Regions from separate parts of the Mus musculus genome. Here region 1 is linked to region 2. Evidence: chromatin contacts called from public HiChIP or PLAC-seq data. All regions are on one chromosome and are shown on one strand. Each heading gives the region's core, a stretch centred on a gene start, on an enhancer-like site or on the middle of the called end of the contact. The rest is flanking DNA. Distances are from core to core; before and after follow the strand shown.

What was found. HiChIP or PLAC-seq counts read pairs in DNA pulled down with a chosen protein or histone mark.
Region 1: a FOXA1 HiChIP or PLAC-seq map of pancreatic cancer cells shows a contact between it and region 2. The contact joins two enhancer-like sites. A contact is called at or near these places in 1 of 15 datasets of contacts at CTCF or cohesin (the NIH/3T3 cell line), 1 of 115 datasets of contacts at active chromatin or transcription factors (pancreatic cancer cells) and 2 of 9 other capture datasets (adipose tissue and pancreatic islet).

What each region holds. Positions count from the first base shown.
Region 1 is chr1:192,112,387-192,118,946 of GRCm38.p6, reverse strand. Rcor3 (REST corepressor 3) reads left to right here. Exons shown (of 12, transcript NM_001346740.1): 9 at 2,601-2,678. Among named protein-coding and RNA genes, the nearest start is that of Gm10516, 21 kb to the left of the region's middle. Within about 2 kb of position 2,521, at least 12 of the 459 cell types and tissues checked have an H3K27ac peak or open chromatin away from gene starts, as enhancers often do. A contact at or near this core is called in pancreatic cancer cells, where this site is marked.
Region 2 is chr1:191,799,999-191,806,150 of GRCm38.p6, reverse strand. No RefSeq gene overlaps it. Among named protein-coding and RNA genes, the nearest start is that of Nek2, 18 kb to the left of the region's middle. Within about 2 kb of position 3,895, at least 105 of the 459 cell types and tissues checked have an H3K27ac peak or open chromatin away from gene starts, as enhancers often do. A contact at or near this core is called in pancreatic cancer cells, where this site is marked.

The DNA of each region.
Region 1 (6,560 bases), core at 1,272-3,771, 310 kb before region 2:
CCTCTCTCCTCCTCTCCTCCTCTCCTCCTCTCCTCCTCTCCTACCCTCTCCCCTCTCCTCTCTGCTCCACTCCTCTCCCCTCTCCCCTCTCCCCTCTCCCCCCTCTCCCCTCCTCTCCTCCTCTCCTCTCCTCTGCTCTCCCCTCTCTCCTCTCCACTCCTCTCCCCTCTCCCCTCTCTCCTCTCCTCTCCACTCCTCTCCTCTCTCCTCTCTCTCTCTCTCTCTCTCATAAATATTTTATTGTATGTGTGAGTGTTTTTCATGCATATGTGTATGTATACTATGTAATTGAATGGTACCCACAGAGATCAGATGTTGTCAAATTCCCTGCAACTGGAACTGCAGACTGTTGTAAGTGAGCTGGGCGCTGGGAATCAAATCTGGAAGAGCAGCAGGTGTTCTTAACCACCAGGCCATCTGAGTTACTCTTTTTCAGTTTGGTTGTTTTTTTGTTTGTTTGTTTGTTTTTTTTTTTTGGACAGTGTTGTTCTACACAGCCCTGGCTGTCCTGGAACTCACTATATAGACCAGGGTGGCCTAGAACTCACAGAGATCTGCCTGCCTCTCTGCCTCTGAGTGCTGGGATTACAGGTGTGCATCACTGTCCCTCCACATTCCTCTTGAGAGGTTTTTATTGCTACATTGCATTGATCTGTGCTCTCATATCATCCTGTCTTCTGTGCTGCTTATTAGAAGTGCTTTTCTAAAAGGCAGATGTGATCACATTCTCTCCAGTAAAATTTTTCAGTTTCCTTCAGTCATTGGGCAGAATTGAAGTTCTTTGGCCTACTTCATGGCTCTTCGGTTCTTTGCCCTGGCCCTATGTCCCTCCTTTTTCCTAAATGCTCTTCTGCCTAGAGTTCTTTCTGTTTCTCCCACACCGTCCAGCTGCTGAGTGCTTTGAACTGGAGCCTTTCCCTGAAGCTACCTACATCCACTCAACAACACCCAACAGCAATGCCCAGCATCAGCACCTTTATTTGTTCTCTTGCATGCTCTTCCTTTCCTTCTCCTATGTGAGTTTTCCTGACATGGCCAACTGATTGACTCTAAACTATCCTTTGGTTTATTCTAGATTCTATGGTTGAAAAAACATGATGAATAACCTAATAATATTTGGCTGTCCATACTGGAGGGAAAAAAAAAAAAAAGCCAGGTGTGGTGGCACACGCCTTTAATCCCAGCACTTGGGAGGCAGAGGCAGGCGGATTTCTGAGTTCGAGGCCAGCCTGGTCTACAGAGTGAGTTCCAGGACAGCCAGGGCTACACAGAGAAACCCTGTCTCGAAAAACATACAAAACAAAAAAACAAACAAACAAAAACCAACCAAAAGGAAGGGGTTAGCAAGAAGACAGTTCTCATGTATACTCTACAAGGACACTAAGTTGCTCATAGACTCATAGTGTGAAGCTTGGCTTATGTTTAGATTGCACTTAGCACACGTATAACCTGGAAAGATTACTTAACCTCTGTGAGCCTTGTATTTTTATGTATTTCTATGGATGGTTCCAGTGGAAGCAGAGTCAGGCCTACTTCAGCTCCTGTTTGAAAACATGCATATTCCACTGCCTTTGATAGATAAATTGGGAAACAATTTGAGTGGAGTGTGATTTTTGTGTTGGGCAAATGTATGTTTTTTGTCAGTGAAGAACTATATCTAGTTGGCGAGTACATTCATACACCTCTATTGTGTAGCAGCCATATCAATTCACTGTGTGTTGGAAACCGCACACATCTGATGTAAACCTTGGGTAGAATTTCAAATAACCCTCCTTCTACCATGCACAGGAGCTCAGAAGGTGCAGCCAGGCTGACACCTGGCTTCACACTAGCCTGAATATTTTTATAAGGTCAAGTGCCATCTTGATTGTAGCATTTCTGCATTTCTTTAGCGTATATAAAATTCTGCTCCCATCTTTGTTAGATCCCTATCTTTTCATGTTTGCCATTGAAGATGTTGACTGTTCTACCCAAAAGGTACCTTTTCCCCATAAGATGTAGGTTTTTGTTAATTAAAGATCTTACATAATGAAATAACTTTTAAGAGTGTGTATGTTGTGTTATACAGAACTAGTTATATTTACCACACAAATGGTTGTAAGAATTGAGTGACTTGTTTTTAACGTAAAAGAATGATGTTTTATATCTAGCAAATAATAGTCGTGATCACCATTATTATTATAGGAACGTTTGCCATTTGGTCAGAACATTATGGTGATGAGAACTGGCAATAGAGTTTAATCTTTGTTTATTGCCAGCTGCCTTTGGTTATAAAAGACACTGTTAAATGATGTTTAAAGTCTGATTTAGGATGAGGTGTAGCCTGGTGGTAAAGTGCTTGCCTTCCAGGAGTGAAGCTCAGCTCAGAGCTCAGAACCACCACCACCCCACAAAAGAGTCTTACTCAGAGTCCTGTCAATCTGCCAAAGTATGTGCTAATCGATTGACAGAATGGCACGTCTTACGTGGGACAATTGTGTCTGTCCTCCTGAACTGAAACCTGTGATGGTGTTGATGCATGCCCTGTTGACTTACGTAGTACTTACTCACAAGGCTTTACTGAGTGCATGATCTGACTCACGTTTTGTCATTTTGTGAAGGTTCAGAATGCTAAGCAAGTAAACAGTGCACTTAAGCAGAAAATGGAAGGTGGAATTGAAGAGTTCAAACCGCCTGAGGTATGATCTGAGATGCATGTGATCGAGTGCCTGTGCTTTGGGGTTGCCCAGTCTCGGGGTCTACGCTGGTCCCTTTGGAACATTTCACAATGTGGACAATTGATCATCCCTAGTTTTTTCACCTACATAATTATCTTTTGACTCTTGACTGATGTTTCCATATTTAAATTAATTCACCTCCCTTGCCCTCAGCAGTAAGAGAGGGCATAGGGCATAGTCCCTGGGAGGCTGCAACACATCTGGGCATAAGCAGTATTTGTTCAAAGCCCTTTTCTACTTGTGTGAATTGGTAACACTACAGAATAAATCACAAGGGGTTTTTCTTAAACAAAACTTTATTTTAAGACTCTTGCTTTTTAGCTCAAACTTCAATGAGGATTTTACTGTATTTATTTTCTTACATTCTACCTGAAAATGTAAAATCTCATATATAAAGATATATATTACCTATCTTATTACCAAATTCTTATTTGGGTTTTGTTTCTGTGTTCATGGTAAGTATAGGAAAACTTAAATGCCCCCAAAATCCAATCAAGTCTTTTTACAAAAGTTTCTGCAGTAAAATCTTTGATTTTTTTTTTCTAAAGACTCCCAAGTTACAATTCATATTCTGGATTTGCCTTTCTCTGAATATAGTGATCAAATAGTTGCATATGTTCCTGTGGGGCCTCTCTGTGCTTCCTGTATCTGACTTAACAGCTGCAGATGAGATAAGGGAGATGGCAAAGTAGCAGGGTAGTGCGCAGAAACAGTGCTCCCCACAGCAGGGCCACAGAAACAGTGCTCCCCACAGCAGGGCCACAGAAACAGTGCTCCCCACAGCATGGCCACAGAAACAGTGCTCCCCACAGCAGGGCCACAGAAACAGTGCTCCCCACAGCAGGGCCACAGAAACAGTGCTCTCCACAGCAGGGCCACAGAAACAGTGCTCCCCACAGCAAGGCCACAGAAATAGTGCTTCCCCACATCAAGGTTAGGTCATGGGAAGCAGTGAAAAATGCATAGATCCGTATCTCATTTCAAGCTCCATTTTATAAACTGAATACATTCTAGTGACATTGAGTTAAGGGAGTTGTAATAGCAAACATTTTATTTTCCTATATTATTGCAAAAGGAAGCTTTAAAATGTGAATTGGTCATTTAAATTTTGTATTTAATCATATGTTGAATATATATAAAGCAAAATTTTCAAATACTAACAACTTCATAATTTAAAAATTCTATGAGTGCAGTAGGTATTAAGAGCATGGCAGGTTACAGGCACAGGGACACCCCTTTAACATCAGCACTTGGGACGCAGAGGCCAGAGGGACAGCCAGGGCTACAAAGAGATCCTGTCTCAAAAAAGAACTTGGCGGGTGAGGTGGAAGGAGTGCTGTAATGGGATGGCTCGGTGAGTGAGGGCGCATGCTGTCAATCAGTGCTGGCCACCTCAGCTCGATCCCCACGACTCCTGTGATAGCTGTGGAAAATTGTCCTCTGACTTCTACACATGCACATGCACCATGGCATATGCATGCCCCCACCCTTCATAGGTAAATCGATAACTCTGTTATTAAAAACCAACTATGGGTCTACTAGGAAGAAAATCTATGCTAAAAGTTTGAATATTTAGAGGCTGAAGAAATAGCTCAGTAGTTAAGAGTATTGGCTGTTTTTTCCAGAAGACCTAGATTCAATTTTCCAGCACCCACATGGTGGCTAACCACCATCTATGACTCCAGTTCCAAAGGATCCGATGCCGTCTTCTGGCCTCCACAGGCATCAGGCATGATACACAGACATACATGCAGGCAAACACCTCCACACATAAAATTCATCAACAAAATCATGTTTGAAAATTTAAATGAAATAGAGAATTTCTAGGGCCTGGTCTATTAAAATTTCCAAGGGGGTAGGGAAAGACTGAATAATTTATAATCAGCATTTTTCTCTCACAAGAAAATAAGCCCAGACAAATTTACAGAAAGAGTACCAAATCTTCAAAGAAAAGTTAATTCTAACCTTAAAGTTTTCGTAATATCCCAGGATCGTTTGACTCATCAACATGCATCTGACAGTGCTGTAAACAGCTTGTCTTACTGTGCACCAGCTCTGATCTCTATAGACAGGCAACTGAAGCAGGCACTGCTACTACACAGGGGGAGAGCGGGGCTCAGGGAGGTCACTGACTTAGTCAAGATCACCAAGGAGTAAATAGTAGCATTTCCTGCTGCTCAGGATTTTATACCTGATTGGTCAGTATGCATCATGCTACCATAGACTTCAGAAAGCGTCATAGAATAGCACTGTTTGGTAGATTCTCACATTTTAAGCCAGCTACTAGGATAGGAATTAACAAACATTGATTATATCTTTTGATATAAGAGCAATGAGCAGAATGAAATCACTGGGTCTGGGTGATTTAATGATCTCATGTGATTTGAAGTACATAAAGAGCCAGAAAGTCCTCACAGTGTGTGTCTGTTTATCATACCTATTGCTTTCGGGACAGGGCAATATATTCTGAAATAGTGATTATGTCATAGGAAAGACAGTGAAGAAAGGATGATCCTTCACTTGTGTGTTAGACTTCACCTACTCCAAGATATTGATAACCTCTGGAGTACTAACGTCACTAAACACAGGGCTCATTATAACCAAGGAGCTTTGCTATCCATTTGACTTTAAGGAATATTTGATGAAGAAGGTAAATTCACCTCCACAACTATTTATCAATCACCTGTTCTGTGTAACCAGCATTCAGGCATCGTGGGAGTGTGGGGAGAGGGAGAGCACAGAAGGAGAAGGTGATTTTTTTTCCCTGCCTGCTTAAAAAATACTTGGATTCTAGATGCTATATGATAAATTCATGGGAGTATAGACTTAGAAACAAATGTTCTATGAAGGCAACTAGTCTCTACTCATTTTGGCTGGGTGGTCGGGAAAGAGTTTCTGTGAGGGCGAGGATAAATGGGATTGGTGCAGACATAAAGTTCACAGAGCAGAAAAGAGGGTAGCAGCCATAGAGAGAGGGACAGGACATTCAAATAAACCAGTGTGAAAAGGTACAGCCAAGCAGCAGGTGAGCGGACACTGAGCTCCAGTGGGAATATAAAGCACATCTGTTCTCAAGCATCCTGTATGCCTAGAAAGGCAATGTTAGACAAGAGAAAAACAAGCAGAGGGTGTAAGAAATAGAACCAAGGATGCTACAGAGACTGTTAGGCAGGGGCAAGGACGTAAGGATTTTTGTGAAACTGGGAAGAAGTCTGCTTTACATTAGATACAGGAAAGCCCTGCAACTTCCTCAGTATAGAGAGTAGGTGATGAAACAATGCCATGATAGGAAAACTGGCAAACATTCTCAATGCTAAAATGCTGGGCTTGTGAGCGGTGTACAGTAAGACGTGAATAGATTAGGTTAGCCATATGGACGTGAACAAAAGATAATCCATTTGAGAGTTAGAAATGCGTGTATCTCCTTGAAAATACGTATTGGGTGGAGGAGGTGTTTGGTTTATGACTGGGAGATAGATGGAGGTAGCAAAACCCTTGGAGCTGGGAAGGGAGAAGGGGGTCTCTGGAGAGGGGTGTCACTTGGACCGCATCCTGGGCTGGTGCTTGCAGCCTTTAAAATGGATACTCAGGTTTCCAGCCTTGAACAGAAAGTTTAACATGGTAACTTTTTCCAGCTCTCATGAAATTATATGTACTTACCACTGACAAAATGGAGAAGCAAGTGAAGACAAACTGATTTAGCAGGGAGGATACCCTGCAAGCCTCCAGTGTTGTCTGCTTGCTGAGACCTGCTATTTTGTACAGTTACTTTTAATTGACAAACTACAAAGTTTAGTTTCTGGTTGCAAGTCATATTCTAGTTGTCCTTTCTATATATTAAAG
Region 2 (6,152 bases), core at 2,646-5,145:
CAGGAAGACAGACCACAATGCAGCCACAGGCCAGGTATGTTCGTTATTTCTGTGCTGTCAAAAGGTACCCAACAAAAGTGACTTTACCTCTGGCGGGGCTTATCTGGCTCACAGTTGGAGAGTACAGTCCATCATGGTGGGGGGCAGGGCATGACAGCAGGGGTGAGCAGCTGTCCTGTAGCATCTGCAGTCAGGAACCACAGAGAGATGCATGCTGGAGTTCAGCTCATCTCCTCCTTTTGTTCAGCCCAGGACCTCTCCCCATGAAATGCTGCCGTCCACATTTAGGCTGAGTCTTCCCACCTCGATTAACCCCGTCTAGAAACACTCTCGGGCATGCCTGGAAGTTTGTCTTCTGAGTAATTCAAGATTCTGCCAAGCTGGTGGTCAATATTTACCATCACCCCCAGAGATGTCCAGCAGGGCACCACAGTCTCAGGAGAGGTCTAGGATTCTCCCACACTGCCCTCATCGACCCTGCCTGCCCTGAGCCTCTGACTTCTGTCATGTGAGCCACCCACCCACCCACACCTGCTGTTAGAGGAAAGGTAGCAAAGTGGATGAGCCGAGGTTGGGATCCACAGGCCACAGCTTTTACCTGCTCAAGGGAGCTGGGTTTGGGAAGGCAGAGAAGGCAGGTGGGGTTTCTTAGGAACCACCAGCAAGTTACCCCAGCTTCAGTCAACCAACCTCCTTCATCTTATCTCACTCAGTTGTCCTCTATCTCTCCTGGCCCTCCTCCTGGTCCTCCTGGTCTTCCTCTTTTCTTCCTCTTCCTCCCCCTCTTCTTCTATTTTAGTTCTTTAAGACAGGCTCTTTCTGTGTAGTCCTGGCTGTCCTAGAACTCACTCTGTAGACCAGGCTGTCCTGGAACTCAGGGATCCACTTGCCCCAGCCTCCCGAATCCTGGGATGAAAACTACATGTCATCGAGCCCAGCTTCTCATCTCTTCTTTATCTGCTCAGCCCTCTGTCCATTCCTTTCCCTGTCCCCGTCCCAAGTGTCAGCCACCATTCTAGATGTCAGGCACATAGTGGGGGACTGAAATAAGAGAGTCTTGTCTTCAGGGGTGAGAAGAAAGGCCATCCAGTCGCCAAACATAGCTGAAACCAGAGTAAGAACTACGAGGTGATATGAGCTGTCTGTGGGTTTTATTTCCTGCTTAGCCCTGACCCCAGTGTGCTTGAAGGCTGTGCCCCAATGGGGCCAGCTTGGCTCAAGTTAGGTCTAGAGTGACCATACGTGCTGTTAAGTGTGTTGTCCTGGAAGCTGTTTATGGAGTGTGACTGTGGGTGCTGATGTCTGTCCCCTCTGGAGGGCTCCCTGGCTGCAGGGGCTTGATTTCTCGGATTAAGACCGAGAAATGAACACAGCAGAGGAATGTGAGAGACCCAGGCTATCTGCTGGAGGTCTGGAGCCCCCTGTGCTGTAAGGTAGAATCCTCAGGGCCTGAGCCCTGGAGCAGCAGCCATGTGAGGGAGCTGTACTGGCTGGTTTGTGTGTCAACTTGACACAAGCTGGAGTTGTCACAGAGAAAGGATCCTCCTTTGAGGAAATGACTCCATGAGATCCAGCTGTGGGGCATTTTCTCAATTAGTGATCAAGGAGAAAGAGGGCCCATTGTGGCTAGTAGTCTTGGGTTCCATAAGAAAGCAAGCTGAGCATGCCAGGGGAGGCAAGCCAGTAAGGAACATCCCTCCATGGCCTCTGAATCAGCTCCTGTTTCCTGACCTGCTTGAGTTCCAGTCCTGACTTCCTTTGGTGATGAACAGCAATGTGGAAGTGTAAGCTGAATAAACCCTTTCCTCCCTAACTGGCTTCTTGGTCATGATGTTTGTGCAGGAATAGAAACCCTGACTAAGACAGGAGCTTTTAAGAATTTCAGGCTCTGACTATATCCAGACCTACCGACCTCTTCCGCCTGGCCAGTTGCTATACACCTTCTTGGGCATGGGGATGACCCTGCAGACTGGTGACACTATCAGACAAAAGCACAGCTCGGGGAATGTTTGAGAATTAGCCTCTGGCTTACTGACACTTGGTTTTCTTTACTAAAGGGTTAAAGATAGTCCCCATCTCAGGACTGACTTTTAAAACTGTGGAGATGACATTTGGTAATGCATGTCCGGTGCTGGGGCCCTGGAGCGAGAACCGCAAACATTGGCCAATTACAGTTTTATTATTTATTGTAACAGCGACCCTCCCCGTCTACAGCATCGGACACTTCCGAGATCAAATCTTTTGGGTAAATGGTGAGGTTATGATGCTACCTGGCTCTTGGCCTTCTGGGTGTGAGGGTTAATGGGACAAAGGTTGTCAGGAATCTGGATCTCAACTTGGTCTAGGAGCGGCAGCCTGTAAGTCAAGTTGCACAGGCAATCGGTCCCCAGACACCAGGCAGTATATCATTGTCCTGGGTGATCTGAACAAGGAAGGGCGTGAATAGGTAAGGCTAGAGATGAGGTACTCTGAGGGTGACATGATAAGGAGGTGTCTGTGGAAGAGAGGACCCATGTTTTTCCAAAGCAGAGTTTGCCTCACACCCACCAAGACCTTCCTGTGCTGGAAATAGTGTGACTTGTAACCCGAGTGCTTCCTGTTACCTCACGGAATGTGATGTGACCTGAATGAAGCTTCTGCCACTGCTGTGGACAACTGCCCAAGCGGGTCAGACAGGCCAAAGGAGATTTGCAAACCCAATGAGCTCATTTCTAGAACTTTCGTGTTCTGACCAACTCCCCTGCCAGTAACTTTTAAGGGATGATAATGCAGGGACCTTCCCCTGTCATTCAGACTTCTAGGAGGTGGCTGTACGTCATTCTGCAGCCTCCAGTCTTCTACAGCAGGCCCAGGCACAACCTTCACAGAAAGCAGTTTCCTCACCTCCTTCCAAGAATTCCCCGGGGCAAAGATGGCTGAGTCACTGGCCAGGTCAGACTCAAGCTCTTCCAAAGGGAAGAAAACAAGCCAGGGTGGGGACCTTGCATTCTAGGATGAGACCCTGGGAGGAAGGGACCTAGAGGTTTTCCCTAAGTCCTGAGATTATGTGCATCCCCAGTGCACTTGCCTGGCTGGGTTTAGACAGGCTCCCTGTGCAGTGGGCTCCAGGCTGCCAGCATATGGGAGTGCTCATCTGAGATTCCCACTAGGGCTTCCTACGTGACTGAGAAAGCATTCCAGTGAGCTATGTGCCAAGCAGAGGGGAGGGAAAGCTTTCGTTCTTTCGGGAACACACTCATTTAGCTACAAATGCTCCCTGGTTCTCCTGACTCCGTTGTCTGGATTCTTGAAAGCCACCTAAGGTTCTAAGAAGAAGGGAGACTTCTTGATTAATAGTCTGGACTATATCTTGAAGAGATGTGGTGTGAACTGTGATTTGAAGAGGAAATCCACCCCCACCCCCACCCCCAGTTATAGCTCTGACTCATGGGAAGTTGAGGGTGTCAGTGATGTGTCAGCCTCTCCGTGCACTCAGATCTAGAAATACCTGCTACACCTGTTTGGAAGAGGGTCAGATGTCGCTTGGGAACAGGTGTCCCTCCCTGCCCACTTTGCTCCTGAGAGAGCCTCACAGACAGAATTGACCCTGTTGCTCCACCTTATCCAAGCTTCTGACTCCTTGAGCACATCCTAGTCTCTTAGCCCCAGGCTTCTGGACTCCAGCCTCCCCTCCCCCACTGCAGCTTCCTCTACCTTTCTTCCTTCCCACAAGCATCCCCAGCACGAATCCCTCTCTCCTACATAAAGCCTGTCAAACAGCCGCCATGCTGACCCCCTGTGGGATGTCGTGAAGGACTAGTGGTCTCTACAGCTACTTAACTTCTTAGCAGAGCCATTGAACAGTCCCTGGTTAACCTCGGGACCGATTCCAGGATTGCCACACCAAGCCCTGAATTGCTCCCATAAAATAAATTAGCATTGTATTTGCATATTACCTACCTACTTCCTCCTGCATATATTAGCGTTCTCTAGGCAACTTACAATGCCTGTGCAGTGTAAGCCTACATTACCATTCCGAGGGCAATCCTAAGAAAGAGTTCAGGAGTAACCATAGCACATATTGAAAGATCCTGACAGAATGTAAAAGGACACAGAAGCCCTGAAATTGGCAAGATAGATGTCAGTGTTAGCAGAACTAGCTTCACAGATTTAGAAAAATAGAGGTGCACAATGCTCTGGCCACTCCTTGAACCTGTGTGTCTGCCAATGTTTTGACCGTTCCTTGACCCATGTGTGTGCCCACGGATGAAGCCCATTGCCAGGTGTTTGTGATATTGGTTGCTGGGAAAGAGTCAGAAAATCTCCCCGGCCAATCCTGAGTTGCTACACCTGCATCAGACTCTTTCCTTGTACCCCTCCCATACCCATTTCTTGAGAATAGACATTGTTTAGATCTGGAAATCCCCTACTCTCCCCCTCTCCTTCCCCCCCCCCCGAGGGCCTAAAAAACTGGGACCTCTTTCCCCTCGAGGTCGACTCCTCTACCCCTGCGTGGGATATGAGTCGTCCCCCAGAGCTCTGGCTCCCCCCCCCCCAATAAAGCCTCATGTGGTTTGCAACAAGCTCGGTCTCTCGTGAGTTCTTGGGTGTCCGCTATTGTCCTGAGGCCTGAGTGAGGGGCTCCTTTCGGAGTCTGTCAATAGCAATGCATAACACGTAAAAGAGAGTTTCTGTCCAGGGTTGGCTGAACCTTTGGGTTGGGAGGGCCCATTACACCAGAGCAGTGTTCCCACCGCCTGGGCTTCAGTCTGCTCTCACTTATTCTAGGTGTTTGAGGATTTAAAATAAATAAATAAATAAATAAATAAATATTTTAAAATCTCTTTTATGTTTGGTTGGTTCTAGGCGATCTCATAGAAAGTTTTTTTTTTGTTTTTTTGTTTTGTTTTGTTTTGTTTTGTTTTGTTTGGAAAGGGTTACAACTATGTAGCCCAGGCTGGCCTTGAATTCACAATCCTCTTGCCTTCTAAGAGTTAGGATTACAGGTATGTTGCATTTTTGAGGTACAAAGACCATCCACTATGCTGTATGAGTCCCTGTTTCCTGTCTATAGATGTCTTGCCAAAAGGAAATCCTCAGAAATGTTGATATATACTCCAAAAGGCAAAAACCTCAAGGAATTACGTAAAACAAGCCAGTCACAAAAGGGTAAATGAGGGATTTGGCTAAATTGTTAGAGCATTTGTCAAATACACACAGAGACTGGGTTCGGTCCCCAGCACTCCTTACAACAAATGTGGTGGAACTAGCCTCTGATACTAACACTCAAGAGGTATAGGAGCAGGAGTTCCAGGTTCAACAAGCCAGGGTGGGGACCGTGCATTCTAGGATGAGACCCTGGGAGGAAGGGACCTAGAGGTTTTCCCTAAGTCCTAGCTATATAGCAAGTTCAAGGCCAGCTTGGGATATACAAAAAAACCCTGGCTAAGAAAGAAAGCAACGACAGATAAATATAACACTTGGATCATAGGAGGTATGTAGACTTCCCACATTCATGGAAATGTGCCAGAGTGGTGACCTGTAGAGCAGAGAGGTGAGGGATGGAGTCACTGTTGTAGAGTCTCCATATTGGAAGACAAAATAGAATTGCATATGGGATCTACCATAGAGTGTATACCCTCAGCACTGTCCACGATATACTAAGATGTGTTAGGTTAACAAATTGTCTATTATGCTTATTTTTCCAGAAGCAAACATTGTTTTAAGGACTGAGTGTAGCTTCATGGTGGAGCACTTGCCTAGTGTGTGTGAGATGTGAGACCAGAAATCCCACTCTTAAATGAGAAATCATTAAAATCTCCCCACAGGAATACCGTAAAGGTTTGCTGTGTCAGATGATACATGAAAACACAGCATTAATGTGTTGAGATCAGAAAGGGGTGTGACTTGATGGGCTACTGGGACTTGGTTTTATGTGAGTCTCTCAGGTGGTGCTGGTTTTGAAAGCATGAGGGGGTCATGGAGAGCAGCTGAGGCTCGGTACCGTGAGAAGACAGGAGAGGCTATTGGTGAATATGGAGTCTCAGTGGAAGCAGAAGACCCAGGATTAAAAAGGTCACGGAGAGAATTTGAGTCTTTGGCACCATGTGGGAGTGTTAGAGTCCCTGAAAAAAGCCCATGGTTGTTAAAGATGCAACGCAATCAGAACAGAC